Regions from separate parts of the Mus musculus genome. Here region 1 is linked to region 2. Evidence: chromatin contacts called from public Micro-C data. All regions are on one chromosome and are shown on one strand. Each heading gives the region's core, a stretch centred on a gene start, on an enhancer-like site or on the middle of the called end of the contact. The rest is flanking DNA. Distances are from core to core; before and after follow the strand shown.

Region 1 (5,336 bases), core at 414-2,913, 220 kb after region 2:
AAATCCGCTTGCCTCTGCCTCCTGAGTGCTGGGATTAAAAGCGTGTATAGATGTACAGATATTGAAGAGTGGTGGTAGGGAAATAGAGGTAAGCAGTTTATCTGTAGAACAGAAAACTTTGTTTGTAGTATAAAACCGTGATTCACACTGTGTGTCAGTCTCACACCTAAGCTGAGGCCTTGGCGGCAGCCACTCTCCTTCACTCCTGGCTCTTTTGTCCCAGGAGCTGCTGCTGGAGTTTGAATCTAAAATGCAGAGAAGAGAGCATGAGTTCCAGCTGAGGGCTGACGACATGAGCAACGTAGTCCTGACACATGAGCTCAAGGTAACTGGCTGGCCCTGGGCTTCGAATCACCATTGCAACTTTAATTACCCAGTGCTGCAGAATACCATGCTGTTCCTTTGTTAGTCAGTCAGTCAGTCAGTCAGTCTGTCTGTTTGTTTGTTTGTTTGTTGAGACAGGGTTTCTCTGTGTAGTCCCGTCTATCTTGGAACTCACTCTGTAGACCAGGCTGGCCTTGAACTTAGAGCTCCGCCTGCCTGTGCCTGCCGAGCGCTGGGACCACGCCAGGCTTCACACTGTTCCTTTTACCCATCTCCTCTCCTGGAACTTTTCAATCTTTCTCAGATAAAACTACTAAACAAAGAGCTGCAAGCTCTGAGAGACGCTGGAGCACGGGCAGCAGAGAGTCTGCAGAAGGCAGAAGCAGAACACGTGGAATTAGAGAGGAAGCTGCAGGAGCGTGCCCGGGAACTCCAGGATCTGGAGGCCGTGAAGGACGCTCGGTGCGTAGGTTCTGTTCTCCAGGCATTGTGGCCGTAAGGACTAGATCTGGTGGCGTTGCCTTCCTGGCATCTTTCCGTTCTACTCTTTGATCTCTTACGTAACTGCTCTTTACTGATACGGTTTCTGTTTAGGATAAAGGGCTTGGAGAAGAAGCTTTACTCGGCACAGCTGGCCAAGAAGAAAGCTGAGGAGACTTTCAGGAGGAAGTGCGTATTTCTGCCTGGGTGGTGCCACTGGAAAAGAGTCTAGATCTTGCTTACTGGAGACAAGAGCCCTGTGGCAGGTGGGCGGGCAGCCTGAGCTGGGACGCTGCTGTGGCTGGCACCATGCTCTCCTTCCTCAGAGAGGGTTAGGCATCCGGTGTCTCCAAGCTTAAACTTTTTAAGGACCAAGAGTCCAATTCAGGTCATTGATAAAACACAAACTAAGAATGTTGAAAACTCTGGATTTAGTCTCCAGTGTCTAAAACAGGCTTTTAAAAATATAACCTTAGTTAAATTTTAACTTTTATGGGTAAATGAGATGGCTTTGTGGATAAAGTCACTTGTCACCATAGCTGGTGACCTGAGTTCCATCCCTGGAACCCATGTGGTAAAAGGAGAGAACTGACTCCACACATATGCCTCCATACTAGGTAAATAAGTATTTAAAAATTAAGCGTTAACATTTAGACCTTGGCTGTCTTACTAGCTAGTGTATAAGTTTTAGACGATCGCCTCAAGCTTTGCCATGCTGATGTCCCCCTACTATTGCTGATGTAGACTCTGGATTCTGTCCCTCTGACTGCAGCAGGCTCTTCACGTTGCCAGGTCTGGGACACCCAGGAAGTGGTGGTGTGCTGCCTCAAGGCGGAGCTTCAGCCATGCAGTTAAAGCATTGCTCCTCCCCCCAGTACTGCAGGGTTCGGGAGGTGCTGGGACAGTAAGGAGTCGGTCAACGAGGAGTGGGGCGGGGATGCCAGCTGGAAGCTCAGTGTGGACTCAGCAAGACGCATTTACTCTCTCTTCTAAAGGGAACAGTAACTGTAGCTACCACACACCACACACTCAGGCTGCCCAGTTACACTTGGGAGGGGAAGAAATTTTCTCTTGTGTTTTCTCATGCCACTATTTGTGCAGTACGGACAAACTGATACACTAAGGGAGTGCTCAGGAGTCTGCCCATCTGAGAGGCAGGTGGCATCTGTTTTCCATGGCTGGTCAAGCGTAGGTTGTTAGGAGTGTTTTGTGAATCTGCTTTGGTATCTGTGTGAGCTTTGGGGGCCTCCGAGAGCCCGGCACCTAAGAAGATCTGCTTACATGGGAAGAGCTAGCGCGCCCACAAGTTACTCCTGCAGAGTCAGCCATCTTGTCAGGGACAGCTGTAGTGTAAGAAAAGGATGGCAAACACTTTGGAAGGTTCCAGGGCACTGAGTGAGCCACCGCGGGACCCTCCCCTGTGTTTCAGACATGAAGAGCTTGACCGTCAAGCCAGGGAGAAAGACACAGTGCTGGCGGCAGTGAAGCGCGCCCATGCAGAGGAGCTGCAGACGCTGGACGCCAAGGTGCTGGAGCTTCAGTTCCTCTGTGAAACCCTGGAGGGACAACTGCGCAGGGCTGAGTGCACAAGAGCAGAGGACGCCAAGGAGAAGAACGCCCTTACTGACAAGTGAGCTGCTGCCTCTGGCCGGCCCAGCCCAACAGCCTCGTGTGCCTGTGTCCAAGGCAGAGGCAGATGTGGGCCATTTTAGAATGGAATTTTGCAAGCAGTGGGTAGGGGCTTTCTGCCCACCCCCGACCCCCTGACCCCGCTGCCATTTCTAGTAATGTTTTCTTTTTAATTATATAGTTTTATATTTATGCTTACTTGTGATAAGTGTATTTAACAAAGTTAACCTATTGCCTTCACTTTTTGTTTTTCTGAGACAAAGCCTCATTTGTGCAAACCTGGCCCAGAACTTGTTCTATGACCTTGGATAGCCTCGGATTTATAATCCGTGTGCCTCCACCTCCCAAGTGTTGGGACTGCAAGCATGTGTCACTATAGCTCCCCCCCCCACCCCCCCGCCCCTGGACTTATTTTTCCTGCCTCAACTTCCTAAGTGCTGCTGGGGTTATAGGTATGTAGCACTGGCATCAGGATACGGCAAATGCAGTTTCATCTGTCCGTCTGCAGTGCTCGTCCCATTTGGATCCAGGTGCCACTCCTGCCCCAGTCTCCCAGCAGCCTTCAGTCGGCACTGCCTGTCAGTTTGCTAACTCTAGGAGCAACACACAAATTGGAATCTTCTGGCACTTGCCCTTATATGTCTGGCCTGTCACAGAGAGACTCAAGTTCTCAAGGGTCATCCACATTCATAGGATGACATTTTCTTTTAAACTGTGACTGTGTCAAAATATACACCTCTGGACCTCCAGAAGCCATGGAGGCCTTCTTTGCCAGCTAGCCCAGCATAGTCAGTGAGCCGTAGGTCCCAGGGAGAGCCTTATCTCAAGGCAGATGGCCACTGAGGATCTCGACCCAGGGTTGACCTCTGACCTGTGCAATGCACCCACACCACACATGTCCTCCTTCACACTCTTGCACATGCATACACACAAGAATACCATGCCTAACAAGAGTTAACTATTTTAGTATTGAGCTATGGAGGGCAGTGGCTTGTTAAGTCAAACTTTGTGTCTTTAAGGCTGATATCCCAGTGTGAACAGGCCACAGTCTTTTATCTGCTCTGTACACATGGGTGTTTCTCCTCTGTTCTTAAGAATGACTCTGCTTTAGTGCAGGTAGCAGACGTCCTTTATAGATGTTGCTTTCAATTCTCTAGTGGACATGAACAGAGGTGGAAATTCAAACCATACAGCTCTGGGTTTAACTGGGTTTTTTTTGTTTGTTTGTTTTTGTTTTGCTTTGTTTTTGAGACATGGCTGCCCTGTGTAGCCTGAGGTGGCTTGGAAGCCTCTATTCTCCCACCTCAGCCTACCCAGTGCTGGAATTACAGGTGTGCTCCAGGACACTGGCTCCTTCCCAATATTTAATTCAAGCCAGAGTGTTTGGACAACCTGCTCTGCTTGTGCCTCGTGTCAAGAACTGTGGGCACTGGAGAGGTATAGCACTGGGTGTGCGGCGCTGAGCCCCATCCTGGGCAGTGAGGAAATACACAGGGACGCAGTGTTCAAAGGAACACTGAAGTCGGGTATTTGCTAACATTCCCAGGCTTAGATGAGGGTATTTTATCTTTTTTTTTTTTTTTTAGATTTATTTATTTATTATATGTAAGTACACTGTAGCTGTCTTCAGACACACCAGAAGAGGGAGTCAGATCTCGTTAGGGATGGTTGTGAGCCACCATGTGGTTGCTGGGATTTGAACTCAGGACCTTTGGAAGAACAGTCAGGTGCTCTTACCTGCTGAGCCATCTCACCAGCCCCTCTTTTTTTTTTTTTTTTAAAGATTTGTTTATTTTATGTATATGAGTACACTGTAGCTGTCTTCAGACACACCAGAAGAGGGCACCAGATCCCATTACAGATGGTTGTGAGCCACCATGTAGTTGCTGGGATTTGAACTCAGGACCTCTGGAAGAGCAGTCAGTGATCTTAACCACTGAGCCATCTCTCCAGCCCCCACTCCCCACCCCTTTTTTTTAAGCAGACAAATTGCTACCCAAATTACACTTCTACTATGGGGAGAAGTAGTTCTTAGACCTGTGTAGTATCAGGAAATTAAAGCTTATTCTACATGGGCTAGATAACTCAGTGCTTAAGAGTGATGGCTACTCCTCCAAGGGTCCGAGTTCAGTCCTCGGAACACACATGCAGACAAAATACCACAGACATAAAGTAAAAATAAAACTAGCAATTGTACTTTGAGAAGCTTGGTGGTACTGCTTTGTTAAGTCCAGTGTGCTCTGGTTTATTTTGTAAGAAACCCAAGCAGCTCACCATAGTGAGCCAACGATGCCCAGCTGTGCTGTGGCTGCCTCGAGGAACGAATGCTGGCTCATTGCTGTTCCTTTGCAGTGGCAGGGCCCTACAGAGCCTGGCTGCTTCCTGCCTCCTCTTGAAGCCTTAAACTAAATGACTTTGTGTTTTGACAGGGTCTCACTCTGTATAGTCCTGGCTAGCTTGGAACTCATAATCCTCCAGCCTTAGCTTCCTGGAATTATAGTGTGTCACATCCAGGCCAGCCTGGTCTACAAAGTGAGTTCCAGGACAGCCAGGGCTACACAGAGAAACCCTGTCTCAAAAAAACCAAAAAAAAAAGGGGGGGGGGGGTTACTACTACAGACAGGGCATTTCCCTGACAGTAGAAAACAGGGCAGGGTGACATGTATCTGTAATCTCAGAGCTCTTAAGGTGAGGCCAGCCTAGGCTGCTAACTGAAACCCCATCTCAAAAGAACATGTTCAGAAAACCCAAATTTGAATCTCTCTTCTTACTTGTGGGGAGTTTGGTGACCAGTCCACCTCTGTCCAGCATGTGCTGGCATTCTGTGACAACCTCAGTGCTCAGTGCTTGCCCTCTCGGTGGGTTTGCACACATGTATGATTAGGATAAAGACACAGGTTTGC
Region 2 (5,892 bases), core at 298-2,797:
GAGGGTGTCAGATCCTGAAGCTAAGGTTAGCTGTGAGCTGCCATGTGGTTGCTGGGACTTGAACCCAGGTCCCTTGGAAAAACAGTGCTCTTAACCACTGAACCATCTCTCAAATCCTGTCTTAGTCAGGGTTTCTATTACTGGACAAAACATCATGACCAAGAAGCAAGTTGGGGAGGAAAGGGTTTATTCGGCTTACACTTCCATACTGAATGCTGTTCATCACCAAGGAAGTCAGGACTGGAACTCAAGCAGGTCAGGAAGCAGGAGCTGATGCAGAGGCCATGGAGGAATATTCTTTACTGGCTTGCTTCCCCTGGCTTGCTCAGCCTGCTTTCTTATAGAACCCAAGACTACCAGCCCAGGGATGGTCCCACCCACAAGGGGCCTTTCCCCCTTGATCACTAATTGAGAAAATGCCTTACAGCTAGATCTCATGGAGGCATTTCCTCAACTGAAGCTCCTTTCTCTGTGATAACTCCAGCTGTGTCAAGTTGACACACAAAGCCAGCCAGTACAAATCCCAATAATTCTTTTTTTTTAAGTTTTATTTTTATTTGTATTTGTGTGTGTGGGGGGGGGTATGAGTGTGCCATGTGTGTATAGGTGAAGTAGCTAGAAGAGGATATCCGACCCCCTGGGGCTAGAACTTAAGCCTGTTGTGAGCCACTTCTCCAGTACAAGACATTTTTGAATAAGAATGGCCACCATAGGCTCATATATTTGATTGCTTAGTCATGGGACGTACATTTCTAACTGTGATCTGGCAATATTTATTTGTTTGTTTATTTTTGTTTTTTTAAGACAGTGCTGTGTGGCACTGGCTGTCTTGGAACTCACGCTCTAGTATCTTTTTAAAAAGATTCCTCAGGAACCCTGCTCCCTTTCAGACAAAAAAAAAGAGGTTGAAGCGAGAGGGTAGCCCAGCGTGATGCAACTCTTCACTCAAGCTTGGATTCTTTCAGTCTCCGACTGTGATAGATCAGTTTTTCGCGCGAATGGCCATTTACTTCTCATTGTTTTGGGCACAACTGCCATTTTCCAGGACTTGCAAGCTCATGTGGCTTCAGACTCCACTTGGTCCTGAAGGAAGAGCTTTTGGAAAACTGTGCCAGCTCTCACACACTACAACTAGCTCACAACGTGGCTTTTGTGCTTCTCTGGGTGTATTCAAAGGAGACAAAAGCTTAAGTTTAGAAGACCAATGCAAAACTGGTAATAGCTTTTTAAAATACCAAATTACCAAACCCCAGAAAGCAACCAGATCTTCTACAAGAAGTGAGTGGATAAAGGGATTTATTCTTTTAATGGAGTATTACTGAAGTGAAACTGGCCCTGTGATGACAGAGGAACGTCACTACACCAGTGTCCACCCCTGTGGGGTGTCCAGAGTGGACTGCGGCAGATTTTAACAAATAAACCTCTGTGTGGTCAAGGTTGAGCTCCAGAGGCTGCTGGAAACCTTGTATCTTATGCTTGGTTTTTCCTCTGAGTCCCAGACTCCTCTAAGGATAAACTCTACAAAGAATTTCTTTAAAGAGTCTGAGAACAAAAAGACCCAGAGAGGGGCAACTGTGCTTAGCCTGCAGTTGAGAACTGAGCGAGCAGTTTCCCAAGTGTTAAAGAACTTTTTACTAAAGAGACAGGGAAGAAGGAATCGACTTTTCCAAACAAGATGTGCTGCGGGCCCAGCTCTGAACCCAGGCCTTCGAGTCCCTCGAAGGCACAGGGATGGGGACATCGGGCACCGCTAGAGCACACAGGAAGCACACAGGGTGCTCAGGTGTCCGCAGGGGAGCAGCGCATGCGCGCTGTAGGGGGCGCCAGGCCTCATGTGCACCTTGGGGGCCAGAGTGACTCAGCGCCTTCGCTTCCTGCTGCTTTGGGGCCTCATGGGAGATATGTAAATGAGCTGGAGCATCATGGCCGTTGACCCTTTATAAGGCCTTGTTGGTCCTCGCTCGGTGTTCAGTGCTCAGTGAGGAGAGCCTGGCTTTGGAGTCCCTTAGCTGGCACCTGGGCGCTCAGTCAGGGAGGTAAGGATGGAAAGGGACTGGGCCGAGGGCTGGGCCGGGTGAGCACGGTGGGCAGAGAGGAGATACTCCTGACGTAGGCTTCCCGGCCTCTTTGGTTGGTAGCCGGGTGCAAGTGTGAGGTCGGGGCCTTGAGCCCTGAGGACAACTCTGATGTCACCCCAGCCTGTCCAGAGTGAGCAGGGAGCCCCGGGGGCCAGAGCTCCAACACCCTCTCCTCAAGGGGGGCCCTGCAGCAGCCCGGGGGCTGGGGTGGGGGGAGGCAAACCTCATTTCCTCTGCCTTTCAAGCTCTCCAGACATTGGAGCAAGTGTGAAGCTGAAGAAGTTTCTGGAAGCTCAAGCCTGTCTACTTCTCCAGAGAGGTATTCATTTAATTCTCACCCAGTTCTCGTACCACTGCCCCGTATCCTGCAGCCCCAAAGCCCCTAGACCTCCTACTGTGCCCTGTTTTCTCCCGTTTCTCTCATTCTCACCTTTTCCACCTATTTCTAGCCTCTATGGTCCTACTGAGACCATCGAGCAAGTCTTCCTCTGTGTGTCCGCTTAGCTGCAGACAGACTTCTTGACCATGTGTCCCCCAGTCAGCGTTCGCCATGGGGCCAAGGGCATGTCCTGCCTCTATGGGGCGTGGCTGTACCATCTTGTCCATGGGGAACAGATGAAGATCTGCTTTGCTTGCTTCAAGGCAGCTTTCCTCGTCGTTAAGAACATGCTGGAGATGGGAGACTGGGAAGAAGGAGTGTGGGATGCTGAGCCCATGGAACTCTCAGAGGCATCGTCTGAGCCCGAGGAATGGCCCGGGCTTAGTGGGGGAGAGGGCCAAGGTCATCTGCCACATGGCATCTCTGTCTCTGCAGGCTCTGGGGCTCAGGGACCCCAGCCTGTGCCCACTGAGCTGGGGCCTCAGGAAGCTGTACCCCTGGATCTGGGTCCTGAGGATGCTGAGTGGACCCAGGCCCTTCCCTGGAGATTTGATGGGCTTTCACCCTGCTCCCACTGGCTCATCCCTCCTTTGTCCTGGTGGGAGATTTTCAATGTAAGCCCATCTCCTGGGCAACCTGTATTGTTGGAGTTGAGCCCCACCTGGCCCATGGACCCGTTGGAAGCAGAAGCATGGTTGGTAGGCCTGAAGTTCGTTTTCCTTCTGGGTGGCTTTGACGCCATTTGCTACATGCTGTCAATGACTCCCTGTTGGGCCGTGAGAACCCGTGTCCAGCGCTGGCAGGTGTTGCTGGACCCTGGTGACGTGAGAGTGGCCCAGCTGCAGAATGCACCTGAACAGCAAGACCTGCACCGCTGGAAGCTAAGCGTCCTGGAGTCCTCAGAGCTGGGGATGGAGCTGGTGCCTGCTGACTGCAGCCTACAAAAGGGAGGCTTCAAGGTGCATTCGTATTTGCCCTGGCACAATAGCACCCCAGAGTCCTGGAGCAGGGAGCCAGGGGAGAGGCTCCTTGTGGTAGAAGTTGTATCTCTGAGGGAGTTGCCCTGCTTCCGTTCCCCCTCCCCTGATCCACACAATTGAGGGACTGGTGCTTGTACCACCCCCAGGTCCCCCTCCCCCCGGGACTGAAGAGCCAGAGGTTGCCTCTCAGCCACAGGTCCTGAAGGATGTCCATCATATTAAGGGGAGGTTGTGGATCAGCCTGGGGTTGGGGCCTCAGGGAAGCTGGGTTCATCGTCCCTAGTTGACAGTTCAGTGTTCGGAAGGTTAGACTCAGCTTCATGTGCAGGGCAAAGACTTGTGTATCAAGTCTTATGGGGGATGGGTCACTGGTCCTTCCCCAGTTCTGCCCTAGTTGTAGGTGGCGACACTAGAAGTATGACACCAAGTCACGTTGGTTGACCCCGTGTTCTGCACTTGGCTTTTTCTGAGGGGCTGTGAGTCCTGGATTCAGAGTTGACTGCTTTGTGCTACTTGCTCAGTTCGTGCCCTGTGCATGCTTCTGTGTTAATAAAGTTACTGTTTTCATAGAAGTCTTTTGCAGTCTCCTCATTGGGTCCCCATGGGTCGTTGGCCTCCTCTCCTGGGTGAGTAACTAACCCACTGGCTGAAGATCCCACAGAGCTGGCAAGGGGACATTGGGTTCTCATCTGTTTGCTGGGTCACATGGTAAGTTTTTCTCAAGTGTATCAGCCACATCTTCATAACTGGAATGTACAGGACTAAAATAGAGGTAGTTTTTCCATATATTGATGAATAGTGTCTTATCTCATAGATTGACAGGAGATCACACAGGCTTGTAATCCCAGAAGTAGCATTAGAAGCTTGGTCACCTTCATCTACATACTGAGTTTGAAACCAGTCAGGGCTAGTGATAGCCCTCTCAAAAAGACAAAACAAAAAAAGTGGTTTTTTTTTTTGTTTGTTTGTTTTCGTTTTTCCTAATAATGAGAGTCATCCACTGCCTGACCCGTGCTGGGCCAGGGCTTCTGAAGCATATACCTTGTGCTTTCTTTTTTTTTCTCATTTTTTAAAAACCTTATGTTTGTTGGGGTTTTTTTGTTTTTTTCTTTCTTTTTAAATTTATTTTAAAAATTTATTTATTATATATGTAAGTACACTGTAGCTGTTTTCAGACATACCAGTAGAGGGCATCTTCTCTCATTACAGATGGTTGTGAGCCACTGTACTGGCTAGTTTTGTGTCAGCTTGACACAGCTGGAGTTATCACAGAGAAAGGAGCTTCAGTTGAGGAAATGCCTTCATGAGATCCAACTGTAAGGCATTTTCTCAACTAGTGATCAAGGGGGAAAGGCCCCTTGTGAGTGGAACCATCTCTGGCCTGGTAGTCTTGGGTTCTATAAGAAAGCAGGCTGAGCAAGCCAGGGGAAGCAAGCCAGTAAAGAATATCCCTCCATGGCCTCTGCATCAGCTCCTGCTTCCTGACCTGCTTGCATTCCAGTCCTGACTTCCTTGGTGATGAACAGCATTCGGTATGGAAGTGTAAGCTGAATAAACCCTTTCCTCCCCAACTTGCTTCTTGGTCATGATGTTTGTGCAGGAATAAAAACCCTGACTAAGACAGCCACCATGTGGCAATTTGAACTCAAGACCTCTGGAAGAGTAGTCAGTGCTCTTAACCACTGTGCCATCTCTCCATTGTGAAGCCCAAGCTAGTCTAACATTTAGCCATCTTTCTGCCTCAGCTTCTCAATTGCTTGGGTCATATGCACAGGCCACAATGTTAGTTGTCCTGGAGCTGAGTACATGAATCTAATCTAGGGTTCTACAAAAATGGTCCCTGGGCTGTGGGATGGGGTGCATGGTATGGAGCCCTGCAGAAGCTCTGCTTTCCCCACCTACTGAGCTTTATGACCTGTTGGTGGCTTCTGCCCCTCCAAGGGTCCTGGCAGTTACACAAAGGCTCACCTGTGTTATTTGTTCATCTCTTGTCATTCATGAGTGCTGATTAGCACCCCTCAGTGGTCATGGCTTAATCAACCGTGCACCTTGACACATTTATTTCCATTTGTTTTATTTGTGTGTGTGTGTGTGTGTGTGTGTGTGTGTGTGTGTGTGTGTGTCCCAACTGGAGTTAACAGCCGGTTGTGAGCCACCGGCTCTGGGTGCTGAGAACCAAACTCTTGGTCCTCTGAAACTGCAATGCAATGGTTTGAAAGGGATATCCTACATAGTTTTCAGCATTTGAATACTTGGCCCCCAGTTGCTGGCACCAGTTGTGGGCTGCTTAGGAGACATGGCATCGTTGGGGAAAGCATGTCACCAGAGGCAGGCTTTTAGGAAAAGACTTGTACCACTTTGAGGTCTCTGCCTCCTGCTTGCAAATCAAGGTATGAGCTCTGAGTTTGTGTTCTAACCAACATGCTGCTTGCTGCTGTGCCTTTCTGCCATGAAG

What was found. A called contact is a pair of places that touch in the nucleus more often than the background predicts.
Region 1: a contact with region 2 is called in a Micro-C map of the G1E-ER4 cell line. The contact joins the enhancer-like site here to the promoter of Tex19.2 in region 2. A contact is called at or near these places in 1 of 39 promoter capture datasets (liver), 1 of 15 datasets of contacts at CTCF or cohesin (embryonic stem cells), 18 of 484 Hi-C or Micro-C datasets (the AtT-20 cell line, the G1E-ER4 cell line, bone marrow-derived macrophages and 5 more), 2 of 115 datasets of contacts at active chromatin or transcription factors (embryonic stem cells and pancreatic cancer cells) and 3 of 9 other capture datasets (adipose tissue, embryonic stem cells and liver).

What each region holds. Positions count from the first base shown.
Region 1 is chr11:120,898,973-120,904,308 of GRCm38.p6, reverse strand. It overlaps Ccdc57 (coiled-coil domain containing 57), which reads left to right. Exons shown (of 19, transcript NM_027745.1): 4 at 224-325; 5 at 629-786; 6 at 919-993; 7 at 2,234-2,434. Among named protein-coding and RNA genes, the nearest start is that of A430102A20Rik, 31 kb to the left of the region's middle. Within about 2 kb of position 1,663, at least 65 of the 459 cell types and tissues checked have an H3K27ac peak or open chromatin away from gene starts, as enhancers often do. A contact at or near this core is called in the G1E-ER4 cell line, adipose tissue, liver and 1 more, where this site is marked.
Region 2 is chr11:121,114,332-121,120,223 of GRCm38.p6, reverse strand. Tex19.2 (testis expressed gene 19.2) reads left to right here and starts at 1,547. Exons shown (of 3, transcript NM_027622.3): 1 at 1,547-2,036; 2 at 2,324-2,397; 3 at 2,528-4,009. The coding sequence starts at 2,604. The coding sequence ends at 3,557.